Regions from separate parts of the Mus musculus genome. Here region 2 is linked to region 1. Evidence: chromatin contacts called from public HiChIP or PLAC-seq data. All regions are on one chromosome and are shown on one strand. Each heading gives the region's core, a stretch centred on a gene start, on an enhancer-like site or on the middle of the called end of the contact. The rest is flanking DNA. Distances are from core to core; before and after follow the strand shown.

Region 1 (6,928 bases), core at 1,803-4,302:
GGTCCTCACTAAGCACAAGCATTTCTTTAGGACTAGGCTTCTGGCTGTGGCAGGTGTGTGTGTGTGTGCAGGTGTGTGTAGGTGTATAGGTGTGCAGGTATGTGTGTGGTAGGTGTGTGTGTAGGTGTATAGGTGTGCAGGTATGTGTGGTAGGTGTGTGTGTGTAGGTGTGTGTGTGTGGCAGGTGTGTATGTGTGCAGATGTGTGTGTGTGACAGATGTGTATGTGTGCAGGTGTGTGTGTGCACAGGTATGTGTGTGGTAGGTGTATGTGTGTGTGTGTGTGCAGGGTGTGTGTGTGTGTGTGTGTGTGTGTGTGTGTGCAGGTGTGTAGCAGGCATGTGCTTTGAGAGTTCTGGGGAGCCCTGCTTTGCTCTCAGGACAACCCAGTACTTCTTGGGTCGGATCCACTTCCTCCTCACAGTCTTGGGCTCTCTGTGATTATACAGATTTGCCCTGGTCATCTGAGCAAATAATCTGGGTCTGTTCAAGGTCATCTGAGCAGCCACCCGTGGTCCCTGAGCATCCTGGCTCTGAAGCACTGGGTTGAGGCTGAGGGTGGCTTGTTAATGTAGTTGCCTGGCTCGAGTCTGTGAAGTCGATGAAATTGTCAAGTGGCTGATATGGTTTCATGGTACTGAGCCTCTCCACAGGCCAGGCAGGGTCCAGTGTTTGCCCTGGCTCTGTCAGGTGTCAGGACCTCCCATCCTTCTGTCTAGGGCTCCTCTGACTCACATTCCCTCATCTCTGCCAGTGTCCACCCCCCACCCCCAGTCTTTATACTGTTTTGTTTACCCTTGGGGACATTTCTGCCTGTCTCAGCCTCTGGCCTCTTTTTTTCTAACTCTCAGTTGCTCGATGTTCTTTCTCCCCCGAATGCGATCTGTGACCCAGTTCCTCATAGCAACAATGCAAGGTAGTGTGTCACAAGCATGGTGGGCAGGCAGAGGCACCATTGGCCACCTTCTCAGCCATCTTCGGCTGGCTGTGTTGGTAGATGTGGGATTGTCCAGTTTAAAGGCAGGCGTATTTACAGTCAACAGAATTGCCAAACCATCCTTGATAAAGACCTCATTAACTGTATAACGTATTTTTTAACCTTGCAATCACTCTTTGTTTATTTTGCACCACGTACCCTAATCCCATTCATCTCTTTATCTCTTTGTGTCTGCTCTCTGCCCTTGCAACCCCTCTCCAAATAAACTTAAAAAACAAAAACAAAAACAAGGCAAAACAGAACAAAAACAAAAGGCATCTTATTATGGGAGCTGCAGTGTGTCCCACAGCGTACCCCTCTGTCCACACATCTTCACTTGCAAACGTTCATTGCAATGACTCCTTGGTCTGGTCTGAGTCCTCTGGCTTCTGCTACTCTATCAATACTGCATCCTTACCTGGACTCCTTTCAGATATCCTGTTGCTGCCCTGAGTTATGGAGGCTCTGCTGCTTTCAATCTGCAGGCCTGGCCCCTTTATGAGCTCCGGCAGTTCCTAGATGGGGTAGATGTTGGGGTGGGCCAACCCAAAGCCCTGGATCTGGGCCTGGGTGGTAGCCAAGTTGGTCAGCCCCCCAGCTCTCTCACACCCACGCCACTAGAGTGAGCTCTCCAGCACTGCCTTGGCTAGTTCACCCAATGCCCTGCAAGGGGCAGGGTCAACTCTCCTACTCTCATGCCCTCGGGCTGGCTCACCTATCTCCATGCCACCAGGATCAGTTCTAGTGTGCTACCCAGGCAAGATGCAGGTCCTGCTCTCTTGAGTGCTGCAGCTGTTGAGGGGCGGGGCTGGCTCTCCTGCTCTACAGACCTCTGGCCAGCCTCTGGCTTAACATAGGCAGGTTTGAGGAAGGAAGGGCATCTCTCCTGTGACCACTCCACCTCTTGGCAGATGAGGGGTGGAGCTACCTCCCCACACACCCATGAGCCCCTCACTTGGTCCCCCTAACCCCATGGCCAGCTCTATTGTGCTACCCAGAGGAGGTGCAAGGCCTGCTCTTCTGATTGCCCCAGTGAGGGGCGGGACCAGGTCTGCACAACCCTTGGTCCCAGGCAGCAGCCCAGACTAGGGATCTCTGCATGGACTTTGGTGGTAATATGAGCTGTAAGCATGGACACAGACCTCTGCTGCTGCTCTCCTGGGGACACAGACATGGCCCTCAGTGTAATGTGGGCTAGAAGTTAGGTCCCCATGGCCTCAGGTAGCAGGGCAGGCTGCCGACATCAGGCAGTTCCTTTCTACTCTTTCTCTACCACATATTCGTACATTGAATGTTGTAGTGGCTCCTGTGGTGGGCGGTGTCTTTGCTGAGCTGCCTCATTGGCCCTTATTGTGGGGTTTTGAGACAGGGTCTCCAAATGTAGTTCAAGTCAGCCTTGAACTTGCAATCCTGCTTTAGTGGCCCAAGTGCTAGGATTCCAGGTGTGACTTTCTACTATGTTCCTTTAATATCAAGTTTTCATTTTTTTTATCTTTTGCTCATTTTTCTATTGGGTTGGGGATCTTTTCATTGATTAGGTGGGGCCTTTTCTGAATTGTAGAACTATTCAGCCAGGGTAGACTTTTACCCCGATCTACCCTCTTCTACCCAGGTTCAAGTTGCAGGGAGATACTCACTTCCATACTATGGCTTCTCCTGTGGATGTCAACAATCCTGCTCTCTGATAAATGAGTGGGGAGAGGGCCTGTGAGACTCCCCAGAAAAGCCTGAGCTGTGGGTGGGTGGGTGGGTATCACAACAGCTGAGCACCTCAGGCCCTGTCTCTGGAGGTCCACAGCAGATAGTGAAGAGCTGAGTGGCTACTGTTGCCCTCCAGCCAAGGTGGCCTGTTGCAGACACTTGAAGCTACAGAGAGGATCAGCCAGATGTGGGAAGTGGGTGGCCTGGATCCTAGCAGTTCCAGATGTTTGAGTGGGTGGGGCACCGGGGGAGGTAGGCGACCTGTAAGCACTGACTGCCCCACTTTGAAGTCCTGCAGCGACAATTTTCTCCTCCCACATCCCGTGACCTCTGCCAAGGTCACGGCTCAGTCCCACTTGCCTGCCCAGTGCCCGGCGCACTTCCTCAGGGGCACACAGCCCGGGTCTTCTCAAGTCATGTTCGATATCTAGTTAAGGGGTACATTTATCTCCAGTGTTCCCCGGGACCTTCCCTTTTGATTTTCAAGAACATTTTCTTCCCTCTGCCAGAGCAGTCCTTTCGAATCAAAGGCTCGGCTTTTCCAAAGCGTAGTTTCTGATGTGGGCTTCAGTGGACTGGCTGCGAAGTTCCTGAGACAATGAGAGGGGATGCTGGCTGTCTCTTTCTCTTTATCTTCTCGCAGTAAAGCTCCAGTTCTCCTTGAGGTAAAGTGGAGCCTCTGATTGACGCGAGGACGCGGGGAAAATGAAAGCCATATTATTATTATTTCAAGTTGTGTTCTTGCGGCGTTCCCGGATGTCTGTGGTACGTTTGTGTTCCTCGTGTGTTTGTCATCTTTTAACTTTATTCACAGAGTCTTCTGTCACTTGCAAGTTAACTGTTTTTAGTCAAATTTAGATGTTTTTCTTATTTTTCTTCTAGTGCTGTTCTGGGGTTTGCTTTTTACATTTAGTTCTTACAATCAAAGGGACTTTATTCGTACGGGTGTTGAGTGCGCCCGAGGTGGAATTCAAATTTTGTACTTTTTCTAATTGTATTTATTAAATAAATTCTTCATCCAGGGGTCAGAATCCTTCACTTCTGGTACATAGATGGATAGATAGAATTCATCTGGTTTTATAAGATATTTTTACTTATGGTTTGATCAGTCCCTCATTTTTCCATGTGTGTGCACGCGCGTGTGTGTGTGTGTGTGTGTGTGTGTGTGTGTGTGTTTGGAGGCCAGAGGAGGAGGTCAGATGTCCTCTATAACTCTCTGCCTTGTTTCACTTTTTTAAAAAAGATTTATTTATTTACTTATTTATTATATAAGTACACTGTGGCTGTCTTCAGACACTCCAGAAGAGGGCATCAGATCTCATTATGGGTGGTTGTAAGCCACCATGTGGTTGCTGGGATTTGAACTCAGGACCTCTGGAAGTGCTCTTAACCGCTGAGCCATCTCTCCAGCCCCTTGTTTCACTTTTTAAATTTTTTTTTTTTAAATTAAATTCTAGCAAGGCTAGCTAGCCACTTCCAGCTATCCTCCTGTCTCTGACACTTGCAGCCACTGGGGTTATAGGCACATGTGGCCAATCCTACTTCTTTGTGTATGTGTTTGAGATTCAGACTCTTATCTTCAGACCTGTATAGTGAGCGCTCTCACCTACTGGGCCATCTCTCCATCCCTGACTTCCCTCATTTTCACTAGGAAAAAAACAATGTTTTTTGAGACACGGTCTCTCTAAATAACCTTGGATGACTTGGAATTCACTACATAGACCAGGATTATCCAGGACTCACAGGGATCCCCCTGCCTCTGCCTCCTGAGGGCTTCACTCAGTGTTTTCCTTCATTGGACATGGTGGCACATGCCTGTAATCCTAGCGCTCTGGAGGCTGGAGTAGGAGATTGCTGAAGACTTTGAGTCAGGCTTATATATGAAGGGCAACATAGTGAGTCTGAGGCCAGTCTGGACTATGTAGCAAACCCTACCTCAAAACACAAAAATAGGACTGGGGAGATAGCTTAGTGAGTAAAAAGCACTTATGGGAGGGTCAGGGGCCAAATCCTCAGAGCCCAGGTGACCTAGTTATTTTCTGTTGCTGTGGTAAACACTGGGGCCAGAAGCAAGTTCAGAGGAAAGAGTTTATTTGGCTCATGAGTCGCAATCACAGCCCATCGAGGAGGGAAGCTGAGACAGGAACTCAAAGTAGGAACTTGGGGGCAGGAACTGATGCAGAGACCATGGAGGAGTGCTGCTTACTGGCTTGCTCCCTTGACTTGTTTTGTTTGTTTGTTTGTTTATAAAACTCAGGATCACTTGCCCAGGAGCAGTGCTGCCCGCTTCGAGCTGGTCTGTCCCACACCAATCACTATCAAGAAAATGTCCCTCAAGCTGGGCATGTGGCGCACTCCTTTAATCCCAGCACTTGGGAGGCAGAGGCAGGTGGATTTCTGAGTTCAAGGCTAACCTGGTCTACAAAGTGAGTTCCAGGACAGCTAAGGCTACACAGAGAAACCCTGTCTCAAAAAAACCAATCCAAACCAAACCAAACCAAACCAAAACAAAACAAAAACAAGGCCCCTCAGATATGCCCACAGACAAACTAGTGGAAGTAATTCTTCAACTTCAGTTCCCTCTTCTCAGGTGACCCTTCACTTGTTGTGTGAAGTCAACAAAACTGACCAGCACACCATCTGAATGCTACAGCGGGATGGAGATGGGAGGCGAAGCCTTGGAAGCTGGAGGGTGAATAGCTGGTGTGCACAACCCCCTAGCAACGGGCAAACAAGGCAGGTAATCTTCCAGCGACCTTGCGTGTGCACTCACACAAAAGAGTGCATACAAACATACGCGCACATACATCAGATACACAAAAATAAACAAAGCACATTTTTTTCCCTTTCTTTCAGGAGGAGTGTGGAATGGGAGTCAGTGCTTAATGGGCACTAAGTTTCCATTTGGTTGTAGAGACGATGGTGCTGATGGCTATAAGGCGTCTTGAAAGTGCTGAATGCCACCAAACTGCACAATTGAAACAGTTAAGATGGTGAATGTTGTGTGTGTTTTCCTGCCGCTGAATACTGTATTTTTTTTTTCTGGTATGTTTTATTCTTGTGTAATCAGCTTTGTGGTTTTTTTTCCCCTTCCAGATTAACTCGAGAATCAACTTGTCACATTCTATTAAAAGTCCCTTTGATATTTTTACTGCAGTTACATCAAGTTTATGGATTGCCTTGGGGAGAAGTGACATTTTTATGGTCCTGATCTTTCCCCCAGGTGGAGGCCTCCTCATTGACTGGGATCTCTTTATGTCTCTCAGTAAAGTTGTATAATTCCATTTCTATCAGTGTGTTCTTAGCTATGTGACAGTTTGAGTTGCTGCTGTGAATGGAATCTTGGGTACAGCACAGGAGCTCTGGCTCGAGTGACTCTAGTCCATCCCTGGGATACACGGCTGGCCTGCAGGGACCTAGGACAGGAAGCACACACTTTGGGAGTCATTTCACCAAGGCCCCTGTGAAGGCAGCATGTGGGTCTGCCCAAGGTTTCAGAGCAAAAGTGAGAGGAGGGTGGAGCTCAGCTGAAGGGGCTGGCAAGGTCAAGACGAGGAGGGACTTTCCAGAAGGTTCTTCTAGATCAGAGGAACCTGAACTTGTCACCAAAGGGGCCTCAGCTGAGATGGGAGCTGTTGCTTGTGTGTGGGTCTTGAGGATGTAGCTCAGGCTGCAGCATGGAGAGATCCTGATGTGCTCATTTCCTTCCTTTCTCAGAAGCCTGCTGTCCTCACCAGCAAATAAGGGTGAATTCTAAGCGTTGGCTTCACTCTCTCCGCTGGGCTGCACGTGGCAGGAACTGTGTGAGCTGAGTTCATTCTTGGGCAGAGTTCCTGCTGGCCCCCAGGGGACACAGATGCCTTTGGGCCCACAGCTTGGCAAATGTTGGGGCTGGGGCTGTGCCCCCATTGACTCTTGGGCCAGGTTCCTACCCTGGGCACAGTGTGCACCCCACGTTGAGCACAGGGTGGTTGGTGTGTGGTCAGTGCTCAGGGAAGATGACTGAGAGATTCGGGGCTTTGAGAGATGAACGAGGTATTCTACACCTTCCCCAAGGGTCCTAACTTGTGCCCCAAAGGAAATCCTTTTGTAGAATGCCATGGAGTCCTTCAAGTATCTCCTTTCATTTTCTTTCTTTCTTTCTTTCTTTCTTTCTTTCTTTCTTTCTTTCTTTCTTTCTTTCTTTCTTTCTTTCTTTCTTTCTTTCTTTCTTTCTTTCTTTCTTTTCTTATTATAAAGGCTCTTCTGTAGC
Region 2 (7,540 bases), core at 2,648-5,147, 120 kb before region 1:
AATTAAATCTGCGGAAATAAACTAACAGAGCAGGTGTACAAGTTTATTGTGTGCTTGAGTATATCGCAAGGAAGGGAGAACTCAATAAGCTGGTGTGATTTAGAAGCTTGTATCCGCTTCTCAGGGAGAAGGACATGGACTTTATAGGTCATTTTAAAGGAAGAGAAAATTGTTTTTCAGGGGAGATAAATGACCTTCAAGGACAGAGAGCAGGTGGGGACAGATTGGCTAGGCTGGTCTTCCTTCCAGTGGTCCGGTTCAATATTCCCAGTGTCTTAGTTAGGGTTTCTATTCCTGCACAAACTTCATGACCAAGAAGTAAGTTGGGGAGGAAAGGGTTTATTCAGCTTACACTTCCATACTGCTGTTCATCACCAAGGAAGTCAGGACTGGAACTCAAAACTCAAGCAGGTCAGGAAGCAGGAGCTGTTGCAGAGGCCACGGAGGGATGTTCTTTACTGGCTTGCTTCCCCTGGCTTGCTCAGCCTGCTCTCTTATAGAACCCAAGACTGCCAGCCCAGAGATGGCACCACCCACAAGGGGCCTTTCCCCCTTGATCACTAATTGAGAAAATACCCCACAGCTGGATCTCATGGAGGCACTTCCCCAACTGAAGCTCCTTTCTCTGTGATAACCTCAGCCTGTGTGAAGTTGACACAGAAAACCAGCCAGTCCACCCAGCTTGGTGAGAAATCTAGGAAAGAAGTTGTGTGGTTGTGCGTTGTCAATATGAGCACGGCTGTGGAAAGACCCACGGGAGGGGCACAGCTTACCTGATCCTGAGATCCAAAACAGGGACAGTATACCTTGCAGGCCAAGGGCTCTGTCTGCACTTAAGACAGTTAGGAATACCTTCCTGCTTGTCCTCTGCTAAATCCTTGCAATTTAAGGTTTCCTTTTGTAATTTGTCCTGCTCAGGTTACAGTTTCTCTTGGTAGTTAAAGAATACATTCCTATTTGTCCTGTGTTAAGTCCTTGCAAGTTCCTATTTGTAATTAAGAGTAAATTCCTGAGCTAGAGAGATGACTCAGCGCTTAAGACACAGGTCCTGAGTTCAATTCCCAGCAACCACATGGTGGCTCACAACTGTCTGAAATGAGACCTGATGTCCTTTTCTGGTGTGTCTGAAGAGAACGATAGTGTACTCATATACATAAAATAAGTAAATAATTCTTTTTTTTAAAAAGATTTATTTATTATTATACCTTAAGTACACTGTAGCTGTCTTCAGACACACCAGAAGAGGGCATCAGATCTCATTACTGGTGGTTGTGAGCCACCATGTGGTTGCTGGGATTTGAACTCAGGACTTTTGGGAGAGCAGTCAGTGCTCTTTAACCGCTGTGCCATCTCCAGCCCCTGTAAATAATTCTTAAAAAAATAAAAATAAAGGATAATAAGTCCCTGCCGGGTGGTGGTACATACCTTCAATCCCAATACTCCAGAGGCAGATGGATCTCTGTGAGTTCAAGGCCAGCCTGGTGCCTGGTCTAAGGTTTACATAGTGAGTTCCAGAACAGCCAGGACTATACAGAGAAGCCCTGTATTGAAAAACCTGAAAAAAAAAGTTCCTGTTTCTTAGGTCTGATATAAACTTCAAAATATGACCTACACCAAACTTGCAGCCCCATTCACATGATTTTATCCTTACTCCTGTTCCTTCCTGTTCATTGTATTTATTTATTTATTCATGTATGTAAGTATACTGTCACTGTCTACAGACACACCAGAAATGGGCATTGGATCCCATTACAGATGGTTGTGAGCCACCATGTGGTTGCTGGGATTTGAACTCAGGACCTCTGGAAGATCAGTCAGTGCTCTTAACCACTGAGCCATTTCTCCAGCCCTCGGTCAGAGTTTTACAGCAAACACCACCACCATCCTTTCATCCTCTGTAGTTAAAACTCATTTGGCAGCCATTGTGGCTCTGGATCCCCAGAGTGATACCAAACACTTGAAAAGGAATCCCATTCGTGATAGTAGTGTAAGGTTAAGAACATGTGATGCGCTGAGCAGTGGTGGCGCACTCCTTTAATCCCAGCACTTGGGAGGCAGAGGCAGGCAGATTTCTAAGTTTGAGGCCAGCCTGGTCTACAGAGTGAGTTCCAGGATAGCCAGGGCTGTATACAGAGAAACCCTGTCTCAAAAAACAAAAACAAACAAACAAACAAAAAACACAAAAAACCAACAACACAAACCTCACTGGAAGTTTTTGGTAAGATGTTGGGAACTAGTAACTGGCTGCAATCCTCACTTCAAACAAAGCTGTCTTCAGCCACCTGGAAACCTGGCCAAGCGCTCACTGCTTGCTGCTTGGTTAAATGTTCCAGGTGATACCTACCCACCCTGACCCCAGTATCAACAAGTCTTTTCACATGAACAGTGTGTTTAATTCTCACAAGAGTGGGTATTATTGCTGTCTTCTGTCTTAGAGCTGGTAAGAGCTGGTTCTCTTGTTTGAACCTTTGGGCTAACCCCCAGGACATGTGCTTTTTTTTTTTTTTTTTTAAAGATGTATTTATGGGGCTGGTGAGATGGCTCAGCGGGTAAGAGCACCCGACTGCTCTCCCAAAGGTCCTGAGTTCAAATCCCAGCAACCACATGGTGGCTCACAACCATCCCTAACGAGATCTGACTCCCTCTTCTGGTGTGTCTGAAGACAGCTACAGTGTACTTACATATAATAAAAAAATAAATAAATAAATGAAAAAAGATGTATTTATTTTATTTATGTGAGTACACGGTTGCACCCATTAGACACAACAGAAGAGGGCACTGCATCCCAATGCAGATGGTTGTGAGCCACCATGTGGTTGCTGGGAATTGAGGGTTCAACCATCTGTAATGGGATCCGATGTCCTCTTCTGCTGTGTCTGAAGACAGCTATAGTGTACTCATATACATAACATAAATAAATAAGTAAATACCTGATGGAGATTGTTGTTGACAGTGCAGAAGGTGCTTTATTTGTATGGGGAATTGGCCTCCTGGGATGCCAGCACCCTGTAACCTCGTCACAGAGTCCATCTGGGACTCTTCCAAGTCGCTATGTCACTGTAGTCTGCGCGTGCCCCAGTCACAGTGAAATACTATAGGTCTAAGAACAAAGACTTGGGCTTTGTCCGACCTGGCTTTGGGACCCATCTCTGCCTTTTGGTTGCTTGTGTGCACTTAAGTGAGGTGTTCTTTTGAAGCTAGCTTTCTCACTCATGGAGATAAAGGAGTGGCTCTCACGGTGACCTCAGGTCACCGTGTGCTTGTGTATGCGTTTGGGGTGCCATTCACAGCATGCCCAGTGCATTTTATCAAGCACCTACTTCACAAAGCTCCTATGTGGACTGAGATGTCTCCCTTCTGGCAACTAGCTCAGATGGGCAATAAACACTAGCTGCTATTATTAGGTGTTTTGCATGCAGAAGTACTTCTGTTTGAGAATGAGGAAGGCCTTCAGGGGAGGTGCTAAGGGCTATTTGAGGGGTGCTAAGCTGGATTTGAGAGCCCGCTGGGGGAGGGGGCAGCACAGAGGAGCACTTCCTTATGAGGCTCTGGGATTAATCCTCAGCACTGAGAAGGGAGGGAGGGAAGGAGGAAAGAAGGAAGGAAGACTGTGGAAAGGTATGAGGGCCATTCTCTTAGAGGTATCAGAATTCACTTTGGCAGCAAGGAGAATAAATGTTTAAATGTTTGGGGAGAAAAGAAGGGACAGGTATCTGTGTGACCAAATGAGACAGTCGGATGCAGCTCGGCCCTGTCCTCAGGGCATTACTGGACCCCTGCCAGCAGTGGGGAATCCCAAAAGCCTCTCTGACTGGCTGCAGAAGGAAGCAGACATCTCCTGTGGAGAGAAAGGGAAGTTGCTGTCTGGTGGCGCTGGTGACTGGGGCCACACAGGCCTGAGGACAGAGATTCTGTGGGGGGGGTAATGGAGCTGGCAAAGCCACAGCCTGAAGCTAGCACAGGGCTGTCTGGCCAAGGGAGGAGCTGGGCTGCCTGCCTTCTCTTCCCTGCAAAGTCAATGAGGCTGGTTAAATGGCCTCTTTCTAGATTCTGGGAATCTGGAATGTGCCCTTCAATAGGTCATCTCTAAGGACCACAGGGCTCTATGCCACTTCCAGAACTCTGGTCTGTGAGTGAGATGAGGTGGCACATGCCATCCTAGTGTGTGGGGAGGCAGAGACAGGGGACTCAAGATCAAGTCTAACCTGGCCAACATAACTAAACATTTTGTCGTGAGGTTCCACGTGACCAGTGTGTAGGGTTGTGAGAGGGACCCGAGGCAGGCTGTCTCCTTTCTGGGAACTCTAGCTGTACTCTGTGTACTCCTTCAGGTCCACCCTTGGCTCCTCTTGGCTCTAGTCTGTGTCTGGTTCTGTCAGGATGTGTCACCAACAGGCCCCTTTACCCTCTGGTTAAACTCAGCCAATGAGAGGAGAGTTTGAGGCAAGAGGTGCCAGAGGGCTTCCCCTTTCATTGCTCTTCCTTCCCAGGCTGGAATGGGCCTTGATTGACAGTCACTGGCCTTCCTGAGCAGGCCCTCTCTCCCTCAGGGATCAGGTAACCAGCTCCCCTATCCCCTCAGGCCTCAGGGTAGTGACAGTTCCTCAGCTGTTTGTAGCCTCGGGTCACCGCACCACCCCTTCTGAGTTCCCCCACACCCACCCACACTGTTGTGAATAAACCCTCTTCAAATTATTCTAATTTGAGTGCACCATCTGTTTTCAGTTGGGACCCTGACTGATACATTTGCCAAATAAGGATTCTTTTGGTTGTTAGGGAGGGAGAAAAGAAGAGGGAGGCAGAGAGAGAAATATATATATATGCCTCATATACCTGATCTTGAGCCATAAACTTTAGACAAGTCTATCCAACAGTTGAGGCTTGAGTTTAGGAACAAGCTCCTAGGCCAACAGAGTGTCCCCCATCCTTTGGCTCTAGTCGCCTGATTTGCTTTGTCTTCTCCTGGTGGCACAGGTTTAACATCTTTAGTGGCTTCAGAATCTGAGACAGGAGGATTACAAGTTCAAGACCAGCCTAGGCAACTGAGTAAGACTCTGTCTCAAAATAAAAAGGTAAAAAGAAAGCTGGGTGGTGGTGGAGCAGACCTTTGATTCCAGCGCTGGGCGGAGCTCTGAGTTGGAGGCCAGCCTGGTCTACAGAGCGAGTTTCAGGACAGCCAGGACTACACAGAGAAACAGTGTCTCAGGAAAACCAAAAAGAAAATGTGAAAAGAGGGCTGGGGCTCAGCTCAGTGATAGATAGCAAGCATCGGGTTCTGAGTTTGATTCCCAGTAACCCCCCCCCCCAAAAAAAAAGCAAACCAAACTAAACTTCCAGGCTTCTCATCTATTTGGCAGGAGTCCCAAGTCCATTTCCAAACTGATTAAGATAAAGCTGAAAGGTGCTGGAGAGATGGCTCAGCAGTTAAGAGGATCTGGGTTTAATTCTCAACACCCACATAGTGGTTCACAAACATCTAGAAGTCCAGTTCTAGGAGATCCAATGACCTCTTCTGGCTGCTGTGGGCACTAGGCATACCTGTGGAGCACAGACTCACATGCAGGCAAAACACCTATACACATAGAAATAATTACAACTAGGGCTGGAGAGATGGTTCAGTGGTTAAGAGCACTGACTGCTCTTCTGAAGGTTCTGAGTTCAAATCCCAGCAACCACATGGTGGCTCACAACCATCAGTAATGAGATCTGCCGCCCTCTTCTGGTGTGTCTGAAAACAGCTACAATGTACTTAGATATAATAATAAATAAATCTTAAAAAAAAAAATACAACTAAGCTGGGGGTTGTGGCACACGCCTTTAATCCCAGCACTCCGGAAGCAGAGGCAGGCAGATTTCTGAGTTCGAGGCCACCCTGGTCTACAGAGTGAGTTCCAGGACAGCCAGGGCTACAGAAAGAAACCCTGTCTTGAAAAAAACAAAACAAAACAAAATGAAACAAGATTTTTATTTGTCTTAGTTAAGGTTGCTATTGTGCTGATAGAACACCATGACCAAAGCAACTCAGGGAGGAAAAGGCAGAGACAGATGGATCTCTATGAGTGTGAGGCCAGCCTTGTCTACATAGATAAGATAGCTCTGACTCCAGGAAAGAGCTATGGAATAGAGAGATCCTGTCTCAAAAGACAAACAACATCATCAACAACAAAAAAATGTACTTTATTTTGTGTATATAAATGCTTTGCCTGCATGTGTGTGTGGTATACTATATGCATGCCTGGTACCCAGAAAGCCCAGAATAGGGTATCGGATCTCCTGGAATTGTGATCCTGAGCCAGCATGTGGGTGTTGGGAATCCTCCAGGGAACCTGGAGGAGCAGCCTGTGCTCTTAACCACTGAGCCATCTCTCCAGTCCACACAAAGGTAACGATTTCATGATTAGAATGACTGTGTCTTCTTGCAACCTGCTTTCTACTGTCCACACCCCTGACCACCAGACCTCTTTACTAGTCAAGAAAGCTGTCTTTTTTTTTTTTCTCTTAATGGTTATTAAAGAGCATCTAGGAGCCCCTGCTTTCTAGCAGATAATGTTCACACTGGCTTGCAGCCACTGGGTTTAGTCTAGGTAAAGCAAGACCATGATCTATCTGAGAGCTGGTTTCTGATCTCCTGATGCTGGCTGGCATCAGGCGCTCAGACTGCAGGGATGACAGTCAACGGGAAATCAGCCTTTGAGGATAACCTTGGCTTGTTGGAATACAGGAGTTATTTAGCTAAATGGCACTGAAATATTATTCCCACTAGAGGGCACTGGTGAGCCATTTAGCGTTTCCACCAGGCTCACGGAAACTCTTCCCTGTAAGAAAGGTTACTGCCTGAAGCAACCTCCCAGATGACTAGGCAACCAAGTAAACTCTCCTATTCCAGAAGAGTGATGATGTATCAGAGGAAATCTGGTTAAACACACTACAAGGACAACATAAGAGAAAATAAAATCAAGGTATCTAGCCCCCCTATGTAAATACCTTAGTAATATTTTTCTTTCTTTCTTTCTTTCTTTCTTTCTTTCTTTCTTTCTTTCTTTCTTTCTTTCTTTTTTTTTTCTTTCTTTTTTTTTTTTTTTTTGGTTTTTTGAGACAGGATTTCTCTGTATAGCCCTGGCTGTCCTGGAACTCACTTTGTAGACCAGGCTGGCCTCGAACTCAGAAATCCACCTGCCTCTGCCTCCCGAGTGCTGGGATTAAAGGCATGCGCCACCACGCCCAGCTAGTAATATTTTTCATGTACATTATAGAACCTTCTAACAATATGGGAAAATACACGGAAGAGAAAATCACCTGATGTGTTGTGACCTGAGACTCGCACCAGTCATGGGTTTGACTATCTTTTTGAAACCTGCTTTTTCATTTGGAGACTATGCTGTGGGTTTCTATCCCTGTCAATATCTTTAACATTAGAAGCCTCAGGACAGGTCTTACATATATGCTTCATACTTCTTTTTCTACTCAAGTAGCTCCAAAGACAGAGAAAAATGAATGTTTGGGAGGGCAGGTGCTCTGCGAGGCTGGGTGGGGCTAGAGT

What was found. HiChIP or PLAC-seq counts read pairs in DNA pulled down with a chosen protein or histone mark.
Region 2: an H3K27ac HiChIP or PLAC-seq map of the HPC-7 cell line shows a contact between it and region 1, with 8 times the contacts expected there. The contact joins the enhancer-like site here to the promoter of E330017L17Rik in region 1. A contact is called at or near these places in 8 of 39 promoter capture datasets (the C10 cell line, cranial neural crest, embryonic stem cells and 4 more), 2 of 15 datasets of contacts at CTCF or cohesin (the NIH/3T3 cell line and large pre-B cells), 6 of 484 Hi-C or Micro-C datasets (bone marrow-derived macrophages, embryonic stem cells, morula and 1 more), 11 of 115 datasets of contacts at active chromatin or transcription factors (the HPC-7 cell line, T-cell acute lymphoblastic leukemia, bone marrow-derived macrophages and 6 more) and 1 of 9 other capture datasets (adipose tissue).

What each region holds. Positions count from the first base shown.
Region 1 is chr4:129,903,174-129,910,101 of GRCm38.p6, forward strand. E330017L17Rik (RIKEN cDNA E330017L17 gene) reads left to right here and starts at 3,053. Exons shown (of 3, transcript NR_045190.2): 1 at 3,053-3,441; 2 at 5,267-5,416; 3 at 5,533-5,823.
Region 2 is chr4:129,778,589-129,786,128 of GRCm38.p6, forward strand. No RefSeq gene overlaps it. Among named protein-coding and RNA genes, the nearest start is that of Ptp4a2, 38 kb to the right of the region's middle. Within about 2 kb of position 3,898, at least 149 of the 459 cell types and tissues checked have an H3K27ac peak or open chromatin away from gene starts, as enhancers often do. A contact at or near this core is called in the HPC-7 cell line, adipose tissue, bone marrow-derived macrophages and 3 more, where this site is marked.